Regions from separate parts of the Rattus norvegicus genome. Here region 2 is linked to region 1. The links are chromatin contacts, called in public Hi-C maps. All regions are on one chromosome and are shown on one strand. The core of a region is the stretch at or near the end of the contact, and the rest is flanking DNA. Distances in the headings are between cores, read along the strand shown. Region 1 has its middle 31 kb from the start of Lcp2. Region 2 overlaps Lcp2 (lymphocyte cytosolic protein 2).

Region 1 (5,767 bases), core at 1,009-3,508:
CATGGCAGATGAGGATGCACAAGACTTACCCAGGGTGAACCAGAGATTAAATATCTTTTGGAGGAAGAGGTGGCTAGGAAGGGGGATGCTCACTGGCTAAACACTCGGGGCCCCTAGATACCTCATTAACAAGAGAACCGTATGTCTGTGCTATGTGACCAGTTGTCATGGTCTCCTAGAGGGGTGTCATGGTCATATGCTCCAGGACAGGGATCTGGTCAGGAACTAGTCTGAACTCCTGTTGTTCTCAGCTATGAGTTTTATCGGGGGTTCTGAACCTTACCAGTTCTTCTGTCTGGTGGCACGGTCCAATGCCCCACATTAATATTCTTAACAATCCAGACTATAGGAACATGAGTGACACAATCATTTCCCACTTTCCAGATGGAAAAACTGAGATTCAGAGCGGTTAAGGGAACCTTGTTGAGACTCACATGCAAGTGGCAGATCCAGGTTCCAGGATCTAACTCCAACATTCACCTGCAGCTCTGACCTGCCATGCAGTAGAACGGTCTCTGCTCAAGCAAGGGGACTCAGGGAACAGAGGGACAGGTGGTACCCCTGATAGATTGATTAACCCATGTGTACAGCATCTTGGCACCTGCCCCTCCTAGTGCACTTGCACCCCAGAGAAATACAGGAGACATGGAGCACACATGGATTAGGAACTAAAGGTTCTTAGGGAACCTTCCCTGGTTTGGGGTGAGGGGGGAAGCTTTCATTCATGATAAACAAAGAAAAAACCCTTATAATCTAAAATCTTAAACCTTCCTGCTCTCTGCAGATATAGTTTGGATTTTAAAAGAATGTTCTGGGACCGTTAAGCGTCTTTCTTTCCCTCACACACACCCTCACTCTCTTGTTCTCTCTCAGTGACGCCCTGGAGACTTTCTGGGGTTCTCTTCTCTGCACTGCTCTGAGCTCAGTGGCTGCTTGGGCATCAGCTCAGTGTCTGGGAGGAAATAACACCACTCTTTGTCACCGTAGTTCTCCTATTCTCGGGAACTCCTGGTGTCCTAGATGTAAATAAACACTGAGGCAACTGAGAAGGTAGGACCATGAGTCAACTGAGCGGCTGCAGGCAGAACCTCTTACTTGAAAGACCGGCACAGTCTCACCACCTGGAGGGAGCAAGAGATGACAAAGAAGAGGGAACTAATGAGCCAACCTGCCTCCATCTTAAGCTTAAAAGCCATCGAACAGTGAAGACAAACCAGGCTCATTCCTGTTCTATGTTTATGATTCATTCCTTCCTGCTTATGATTAAACCTCTGTTTCTCAAGGATTAGACTATGCCCCGCCTGTGACCCAACCACAGATCATTTGGAACCGCTTGTCCCAAGAAACAGCCACCAAGTCTTTGATTCAATGGGTTGCTTATGACCATCTTGCAGCCCTATCTTTGTTTCAAAAGGTTGTATGGCCGACCACCTAGGAGTGCCTCGAGATGACTCCCTGTGGTTAGGACTCTGTTGCTATGATCACCTGGATGTCACATCTTCATTTCAGGAGATCGTTACAACAAACTTGCTATGATTATGTTCCACCTCTCTATCCCTGCCTGTTTTGCCCTCCAAATTCCCCATTTGGAAAACCCCTAACCCTGAGCTATAAAAAACAGTGTCTTCCTCATGTTCAACACTGACCTTTGAACCCTGCTTTAGGGGGAACATCCTGTTAACACATTTTAAAAAAAAAGCTTACTTTAATTGTTTGCTTTAATTAATTTGGTCATGATGATTTGGCTCCCTGGTCTTTCTCCTCCCATCTTTGGGATTAACAGGAACCAAACAGAAGAGTGGAGAAAGAGAGAGAGCCAGCTCATGGCAGGAGAGAAAGAGAAAACACAGGGAGAAGCCAAGCCGCAGAAGGCGTCTCTCTCATAACACAGGGTAAAGAGTTTGGCACAAAGCTTTTCACCCCGCAGACGATTAACTGAGGAGATTTGATAGCAACCCCAGAAGAAGGCAGGCTTTATCTAAAAAGGGAAGGCAGACACAGTATCTGGTGTTTTCTGCACCCCGGAAGTGAAATCCGGAGTCCTCTCCTCTTCCTTCCTGCTGGAGGAACTGATCTAGTCTGTGAGGCCCAGACAGCTTTAATCTGTGCACACATGTGGTCCAGGCGAATGCCTGTGGTGCCTGAAGATGGGGCTGCCACGGCACACGCTGGGATCTACTGGACACGCATTACCCCAAACCCGCTTTAGTCAAAGATCACACACTGGCACAAGCATCTTTCCAGCAAGTGAGCAAATAGGCTCTAACCTGGGGCAGAGGCGTGAATTCAAGGCTCCAGAGAAGCCTGGTGCCAGTTCCGTAGGCTCAGCTATGAGGAACTGACTGCACAGGGCCAAGATGAGAGATGCTTCGGTCCCAGAGCGTGTTCCCCATGATCCCATAATCTCTTGGTAAAAACCGTGATGTGATGATATAGTCCAAGATGAAACGTTGGGGTCTTTATTACACCCAGACCAGCTGCAGGCGTGTAGGCTAATTGTTGTTTTAGCTTTGTAAACGACAAGTTACATTTTCTTTGTTAAACAGACTTTGCTCTAGTTGTGGTCTTAGAGGTGAGGGGAATGAGAAGGTACTCCGCCCTCTGCTGGGGAGGAACGGTAATGTCTCAGTTAATAACAACCGAGGAGCTGGGGCTCCTGATCTGAGTGGCTAACCCTGCTGTGGCCAGGCCTTGTTCTAGAAGCATCTTTCCAAAACATCTTGCTTTCTGTTCTTCACGGTGAGCTTTGTCAGGATCAAAACCAGAGCAGCTTTTGCCAACCCTGACAAAAAAATGAAACAAGGCAGAGACTTGTAAGGCAACAGTAACTACCATCCAAGATTCAGAACTGCAGCTTTGCACAAAGGCACCATGACTCCTATATAAAGACATTTCTCCAGAGATACCTGCTTAGCCACTTTCTGTCACCCACCGGCTTCCATCACCCTGTCTGGTAATTCTCATGGCCAAAGCGGGTTCTATTATAATATCTTCTGTATGTTTCTTCAAAACTTGTCTTCAGAAACCTCCTCGAATCTACACACAGTGACCTGTACAGTCTGGCGGTCAGTTCTCTGCTGTGCCTAAGTTTCTGTCATTGTGTTATGGAGGCCGTCTGCCACTGGGCAAGACTGAGTGTGGTCTCTGGTGGCTCACGGGTGTCTACCCCAGGAAACCGCTGGGAGAAGTTCTTTCTCACAAAGTTTCAGCTAAGAGTATCTATTTTTAATGTTTCTTTTCTTTCCCAAAACTGGGCCCAGGCTTCTATCTGATCTCTGGGTCCAGGAAGGCGTCTTTTGTCGACTGATGGCTGTTTGAAAAAATTCTGTCTTCCTGTGGTTTCACCAGACAGTGCTGTCGTTTTTACACCCTCCTGATGATGGGATTGGTGCAATGCTTTTGGCCCACCCTGTGACTCAATGGGGAGGGGGAGGGCTCTGCTTCCTCAGAGAGCTGCTAAGAGTATTGGTCAACCTCACTGCAGTAGACTCTGAGTGGCCTGGGAGGGGGACTGCCAGCAGAACTGACCCCCGAGGATAGGATAGCAAGCAGGTTAGAGGTGTAACTGCGTTCCAAACTTCTCAACTGTCCCTTGCCTACCTCTCCACCCTATACTGTGAGTTGAAGAACCGGGATGGCAGGAGGCACAAGGATGCATTTGCACTTGAGAAAGGAAAGAAAGCCAAAGAGGTCTGATCAGAAACTTCATGACAGTTCATCTCCCTGTGTCCCATGGAGCCATAGAGCCAGCCCCTATGGCTGGTCACCTCCCCAGCAGGCCTCATCTCCTCTCCCACCATGACACGATGGAGAAGCATGTGCCTGCTCCATTCTCTTCACTGCTTAGAGTGTCCTGATATGAGCCAAGGAGAGCACTGACAGTCCTCACTGCTTCCTTCGTGACTTGGGGTATTATGAAAATGGGAGTGTCAGAAGAGGGAGGCAGGAGGGGTGGACGGTGGTGGGGGTGGGGGTTCCCCCACCTTCTCTTTCCAAAGCCTGCTGCTCCAAGGGAAAGTTTGGAAACCTCGTAGCAGTTGTGGTACCAAAGATAAATGGCCTGCTCCCCTTCCCATGCCCACCGTTGAATGCACATACAAGTACTTCCTTTCCCACCCGGTACACTCTTCTAAAGGACCCTGTGCTGCCCACATTCCCCTTCCACTAACCCAGCTGTATGCCATGTGTCCTAGGCCCTGCACCTTTCAAGACCTTGACTGGGGACACAACATCCTTTCTGGGAACGGGGGCCATTGTCTTCCCAGGCCGTCACACATTTGTGGGGTGGGGATTTCCCTTGGGGTTAGGACCGCATTTTCTCAGTAACTCCCTGTGGCCTCAAACAGTAGAAGTCTTGTGCCCCAAACAAAGTGGAGTTGCCCGTGAGTCATATCCAGCCCTAGCTTCCTGAGGTTGGGGGCTGGAAGTGGAGTAGAAGTGAGTTTGTGAGTGTGTGTGAGAGAGAGTGTGTGTGTGCTCTGGGAGTCTTCCAGTGAAATGCAGCAGCATTCTGGCTTCTGGCCTGGGGAAAAATCTACCTTTAAATCATCTACCTTCTTACCAGGATGTCATCTGGCACCTCCCAAATCTGTTTAGACACCTTACCTTTATCATTTATTTGTTTACATGTTTTGGTAGTGTGCGTGTATGTTCATGGATGTGCAGATTCACAGATGTGCATATGTTTGTGCAGGCACATGTCATAGTACAACATAGAGGTCAGCTTGACAATTCTGTCTACCATGTAGGTACTGAGGCTTGAACTCAGGTTCTCAGGCTTAGCAGCAAGCTCCTTTACCCACTGAGCCATCTCACCACTCTACTTATTCATTGATTTATTTTCTATTTTCTGCGTATGAATGGTTTCCCCTGGTATGTATTTGTGCACTGTGTGTGTACCAGGAGTCCATGGAGGCCAGAGAGGACGTCAGATCCCCTGGAACTGGAGGCACAGATGGTTGAGAATAGCTATGTGGGTCCTGGGAATTGAACCCAGGTCCTCTGCAAGAGCAATAGCATTCTTAATGGCTGCACCTTCAGTCCCTCCCTGTCATCTCTTTTTATTTATTTATTTTTCTTAAGGAGAAGAAAAACTACGTGAAAGTAGAGAAGAAGCAAGCCATGTGCTCCCGAAGTAACAGCTTCCCCACAGGCAATGGGAATGGAGAGACGTCTGGAAGGCAGTCTGCACTCCGAGGCTTTGTCTTGTTCTTCAAGCCTCTCAGCCCTCAACTCCCTCTTCATCGGCCTTGGATTCCGAGTCCAGTGGAGAACAGAGCGGCCTGTGAGGACCCTGCAGACTGCTTAGGAGACAGCCCTGCTGGTCGTGGCCAGGGTGTGTTCTGAAGGAATCAGGCATGAAGCTGTTTTAGTTTTAGTTTTGCATATCGTTACTGTTGCAACAAAGAAATGTCAAGAGATAAACAAAATGGGGAACTGAGACACGCCATGGGATTTTTTTTTTTTTTGCATTTTCTTTTATTTGTTATCCCTTCCTTCCTCTCTCTCTCTCTCTCTCTCTCTCTCTCTCTCTCTCTCTCTCTCTCTCTCTCTCTAGCCCTGGCTGGCCTGGAACTCACTGTGTTAACCAGGCTAGCCTCTGCCTCCCAAGTGCATTTTCGAATACTGTCAGAACAATGGAGTTTTCTTTTTTGTTTTTTTTTTTTTTTGTTTTGTTTTTTGGGTTTTTTTTTTTTTTGGTTCTTTTTTTTGGAGCTGGGGACCGAACCCAGGGCCTTGCGCTTCCTAGGCAAGCGCTGTACCACTG
Region 2 (5,767 bases), core at 911-3,410, 55 kb after region 1:
GTAAGTTGAGTCAAGATATCAACAAGAACGAAGAGAGAAGGAGCATTTTCACACGCAAGTGAGTGGGCAGCTCTGCCCTAGGCACCTCTATAGGGAAACTCAAGAATTCAAATCCCAATTCTTTAAAAGAATCTGCAACACTTGTTTTGCCTTGACTGTCTCCTTTCTGCTGTTCTCCTCTGTCCCAGGGGACATGAAGAGAATGCCCAAGGAGGGGAGGAAGTTTCCTCTCCCTGGTGAACATTTTGCCCCCAGGTCAAGGAAATCAAGGAGTACATTCCTTAGATCTTTAAACAGTCACAAGCTTCCTTCTGTGACACCATGGTGGCTTTAGTGGTCTCCAGAAGCTGGGGGGTGGGGGTGAGTGCAGCCAAACTCTGGCTGCGAAGCATCAAGAACACAGATCTTGGGTAATGAAACATAATTCCTATTGGTGCAGAGGGCTATGTTGGAGAAAGAAGATGCCCTTAGATTGACAGGCTACTGAGATGTTATTTGTTTTTTGCAGACCCCCGGTTCCACGATATCCTGAGGAAATAGGTAAGGGTACCCTGACTGAAAAACAAATGCTTTAGGAGGTGATTCGTGCTTTGGTTCTGGCCTCCTTGAGTGCTGTGCATGGGATGTGACTCATTAGCTCATAATCCAGGTCTTTGGCGTGGAAGGGTTTGGGTTCCCGCCGAGAGGAGGAAGGATGACATTCTAGAGGTACACTGCAGAGACTCAGCTTTGAGCACCTCATCCGAGCCAGTGTCTGAGTGTTTTAGGCAGTCTCTCATTGTTCACTTGCACAAAACATCTAGATTTGGGTTCCTGGTCCCCTCTTAATCCTGTTGAATAAGACACCCCATGAATAAGGCCCCATGTCTTATTCTGGGAAGACAATCCTTGTTGACTTTTATATAAAGAGAAGAAAGATTAGGTGCCACTGCTGCTCTCTGGTAGAATGAACTCTTCAGACAGAAATGCTATGGTCAATAGTAAGTTGATGTTTTGGTATGTTTTCTGTTGCTTTAACACAGCTCCTAAAGCTGGGTACTTTATAAAGGAAAGAGGTTTATTAATTTCAGACGTCTAGAGGTCTAAGAACATGGTGCTCCCATCAGTTCAACGTCTGGCTAAGACTGCATAACAAATAACATTATGTAGGAAAATGTGAGAATAGGGAGGGGCATGTGTCCAAGTGACCAAAATACCAGGAGTGTGCCTATAACAGATTATCTACTTTCACAAGGCCCTTATGTGACACCTATTCCAGCATGGAAAGACCCAAGTCTCTTAAGAAAGATGGTAATCAATTCATGAGTTTCCTTTGATCTTATTTTCTCTTAACGATCCCATCACTCCTCAATACCATTACATTAGGATTTAACATGAGTTCTGGTGGGATAAATTGTACTCAACACAGCTGTTGATGGCTCCCATTCACGGAGAAGGAAGAATGAAGGCCTGTAATGATCACTGGGAGGGAGAACTGCTCTAACTTTGTTTGGTTCTGATGGTGGTGTTATCTCCTTCATAGAAATCCATGAAGAAGACGATGGTGGCTGGTCATCCTTTGTGAGTATGGCTTGGGCTAAATCACCCTTGTATATATGGCCAGAATGGCTGTACATTGGTCTTAATACTAGAAAAGGAGCAGTCTCCTTCCACCAACAAGGCATTGAAACATCCCATTTCAGGTCCCAGGAAAGGGCCAAAGTAAAATATGTCCAGCATTGGAAGCCCAAAGGTTTCTCTCTCTACTACTCAGCTCTGCTTCTGTGGCCTAGAAGCAGCCATGGGCAGCGAGCAAATGAGTGGGCTCCCTGATGAATACAGAAGTGGGCTGTAACTCACTGCCACACCATTTATCTTCACAACCATACCCAATCACAACAGCTATCCATTCCTTTCTACTATCCTTACTAGAAATCTATGCTACTGTAACTCTTCTCATGGAGTTAAGTCACCGCTGATAACGCATAGGGGAAAGCATTGCAGAATGGAGTGTTAACACCAGAGAGGTGCCCATGCCGATTTTACATGGGAAGGGTCATGGTGACAACACCTTTCAGAGTCCAATGGACTATGCATCTTCTTTCCTCAAACTACACATGGTCACCATGCACAAAGATAGACAGGGGCTAAAAAATTCTGTGATGGAAGAGAGAGCTGGAGGGATGTGCCTTGTGCAAAGTTCTTTGTCAGGTAAAGGCAGATCTGGGACCCAGGCTGTCCAACCCTCGGTCTAAGTGGTCTTTCTGGCAAGTGGCCACCTTTAGGTCTTTTAAAAACCATGCACTGAGTGTCCTGTGTCCTATTGGCATTCCAGTAAATGAAAGTACTTCATCTGAAAGAAAATGGTTTGCAAGTCTGTTTTTTATTTTAAATATGGGAAAGCAAAGGAATGCAACAGATTTATTTTGTAAAAAAGGAACAAGAGAACTAGTTTCTCCAGATGTGTTTGTGCTTCAGCAGCTGGATCCCTGCCAAAGCTCCTCTTAAGTCTTCCCATGCTCAGCCAGAGACTAGTCTTCAGTTCTGTCCCCAAAGCACGAGTTTCTAGTCTCTGGAGGCCATCACAGACAGATCTGCCGGGAGGATGCTGGGGTCCCGGGCAGAGATCTCATAGGTTCATGCTGTAAAATGTTGCCTTGTGACACCCGTATTAGCTGTGACGTCCCTCGACTGTGTTGACAGGAAGATGACTATGAAAGTCCCAATGACGACGATCCAGATGGGGAGGATGATGGTGACTATGAGTCCCCTAACGAGGAGGAAGAGACGCTAGTGGACGATGCTGCTGACTATGAGCCGCCACCCTCCAACGATGAGGAGGCTCTGCAGAACTCCATCCTGCCTGCCAAGCCTTTCCCCAACACCAACTCCATGTACATTGGTAAGGGTCTCGTCGCAGCCCGCTAGTCCTGCCAGCCCTGGGAGAAGCCGCCCATTGAGCTTCTCTGGGTGCTGATTCCTGTCAGCTTCTGAAAAACTGGTGGCTTGAGGCCAGAGACTCTGCCTCTCTGGCTGTTTCCTTATGAGTAATACAGGATAATACTAGAACAGAGGACAAAGGCTTGATGGGAAGAGGGTGGTTATGTGGCACCGCCATCCACAGAAGGTCATAAGAAATGTGAGGGCACTCAGAGGGATTGGTTCTGCCTTTACAATGAGACAGACTTTAGGATGTTCCTCATTTACCTGCCGTCCTGCACTCACATGTTCTTCCTCATTCATTCATTCATGAAGTCACGAATGCTTCTCCTCTCCTGTTATGAGCCAGACACCATGTGCTGGAATCTACCAGGAAGGAAGATGCACCTTTATCCGGTGGGAATTACTTTCTAGAAGAGGAGGTAACAGAAAATGAGCATAGGCACACTCGGTTTCCTCTGCATCCAGGGGTCAATGTGTCTCACCCTGGGAGCTGTGTTGTACTCTGCTTCAGACTGCGCCCCACCACCTGACTTTGTGTATTGAGGGATAGAACATGAAAGCTAACAGGCAGGGAGCTTCAGCCATCACTGAGGCTATTCCAGACAGAGCAGAAAAGGGAAACCAGGCTGGTGAGTATCTCTAGGTGCCTGTCACAGAGACATGGAGTGAGCATGACGGACCTCATCCTTGAGCACTCCTGGTGGAGTGGGTGAGGCGACACTAAGCTAATGCATGACACTAAGCTAATGCATCCTGTCACTCCATTAGGCCAGCATAATAAACGGGTTTGCTCCTTCAGGGTGTGGTATTTGAGCGACAGTCTTCGGCTGATATTAAATACTGAATGGCAAATGAGGAAGGTTTGGTTAAATGACGCCGAACAGGGTAGGGGAGGAACATTTGAAGCACATAAAACGGCAGTGCAGAGGCCCTGAGGTCCCAAGGAACATGGGCTATCCGAGGAGCTGAAAGGCAGCCTGTGGTATGGATACCAGACTTCCCCTTACCCCTTGCCCGAACCCCCTTCCTTCTGGAAGGGAAATGATATTCTTCATAGGGCTAACAAAGGGGTAGATCAAGTCCACAACAGCCTTTCCAGTCTGAAGTTCCAGACTCCTTCCTCAATCTTCCCCAAACCAACAGTTAGTCAGTCTGTTAGTTGGGGTTTCTGCAGCTTGGATAAGCCTCCAGGGCCAAAAGTACAGGATGCTAGAGGCACTTGCTACTCCTGCCTCGCTGTCCGGTGCTGGCCTTTCCCACCCAAAGGGGTAAGAAATCCCAAACTTGTCAAACTGGTTCTGGGAAGTTCTGTGGCAATCGGAATAATGTGTCTGTCTAGGGCGAGACCATGGGCTGTTTAATTTGGTAACAGAATTGAGAGCCAGCCCCTCCCTGTAAGGGAGGGGACAGACAAAGGACGAAATAGGAGAACATAGCAGCCCAGAGTACCTGTGAAGGGAAGGAAGCGACAGAGTGAGGAGCTCATGAGGGTGGCAGCGAACTTAATCCTGTGCAGTGTGAGCATATGTATGCAGGCATGCACACACGTGTCTCTGTGCATGCTTAAGTGTCAGCATACACTCATGTTTCACGGCATAGGTACATGCATGTGCATGTTGAATACACACACTTGTGCTCTATATTTGCAAATGTGCACATATATGCACAGGGATCATGTGTGCATGCACATGAACCCTTGCTCGTCCACACATGTAGAATTTGTATCTGAAAACACTGGGGTAATTCTCTAGAGGCTTCCTTTGGCTAGAGGTGTCTCAGATATTACCTGTTTGTGTGTAAGGTACTGTGGGAGTTATTCCAATGTATAAGAAGACTTAAACCAAATCTGCAGGATGAGGGACAGATCTGGGCCAAGGACTTCCTGCCTCCTGTAGGACCCAGGCTGGGTCTGACTATATGTCAAATTCATGCTGGTACCGGTGGAGATCTGGAGGAGGCTCCTGACACCTCAAGCTATAGTCAGGCACAACATGTTCTAGAAGAAGCCTAATTCAAACGTTTTAATTTTTTCTCTTTTCGTTTTTTTTCTTTCTTTCTTGGTTTTTGTTTGTTTGTTTTTGTTTTTCGAGACAAAGTTTCTCTGTGTAGCCCTGGCTGTCTTAGAACTAGCTCTGTAGGCCAGGCTAACCTTGAACTCAGAGATCCACCTACCTCTGCTTCCCCGGTGGTATTAAACGGCTCTCCTTTCTTTTTAATATTGTGTTTCCACAGACCGGCCTCCCACCGGCAAGGTCTCCCAGCAGCCTCCGGTGCCCCCGCAGAGACCAATGGCCGCCCTCCCTCCCCTGCCAACAGGCCGGAATCACTCGGTAAGCCTCTTCCCTTTCTTCCAGGCCGCTTTGTTTCCACTACAATTCGTTCTTCCGGTAGACAGAAAAGGAACTAAGCATCTTGACCTAATTCTAAGTTTGTAAGAGGCGGTTATGACAGGAAAAATGCACACCCTCACGTTCCGCTCAGTAGTTCAATTTTGTGATGACATAGAAGCAGTTTCTATGTATAGCATAATGTTTATTGGCAGTTTTTTTGCACCAAAAACAATATAAACTGCGTGTATAATGAGATACTCCCCTTCTCCAATATCATTGTGCTACTTCCGCTATTTAACTGTGGGAGAACCAAGTCTGGCCTGGCATCTTCCGGTGTTGCCTAGACTCTCGAGGTAGGCCTCCCCGTGCAAGCAGCGCTGCGCCACCTGCTGGCAAGGTCAAGAACTTCCAGGGATGAACGCCTTCAGACCACAAGATTTCCAACTCGGTGAAGCCCATGAGAGAAACAGTGGCACCGAGCCCCACTTTCCCTTTTCATTCAGCATTATAGTCCA

Evidence for each region. A called contact is a pair of places that touch in the nucleus more often than the background predicts.
Region 2: a Hi-C map of frontal cortex shows a contact between it and region 1, with 2.9 times the contacts expected there. The contact joins two enhancer-like sites. A contact is called at or near these places in 8 of 12 Hi-C or Micro-C datasets (the A7r5 cell line, Schwann cells, frontal cortex and 4 more).

The regions. Positions count from the first base shown.
Region 1 is chr10:19,112,758-19,118,524 of GRCr8, forward strand. It overlaps a transcript of Kcnmb1 not described here. Among named protein-coding and RNA genes, the nearest start is that of Lcp2, 31 kb to the right of the region's middle. Within about 2 kb of position 2,259, at least 7 of the 93 cell types and tissues checked have an H3K27ac peak or open chromatin away from gene starts, as enhancers often do.
Region 2 is chr10:19,167,636-19,173,402 of GRCr8, forward strand. It overlaps Lcp2 (lymphocyte cytosolic protein 2), which reads left to right. Exons shown (of 21, transcript NM_130421.2): 4 at 1-58; 5 at 509-540; 6 at 1,523-1,560; 7 at 2,683-2,881; 8 at 5,155-5,252. It overlaps LOC134480773 (a long non-coding RNA gene), which reads right to left. Exons shown (of 2, transcript XR_010055569.1): 1 at 5,095-5,767; 2 at 2,729-3,329. Among named protein-coding and RNA genes, the nearest start is that of Lcp2, 24 kb to the left of the region's middle. Within about 2 kb of position 2,161, at least 2 of the 93 cell types and tissues checked have an H3K27ac peak or open chromatin away from gene starts, as enhancers often do.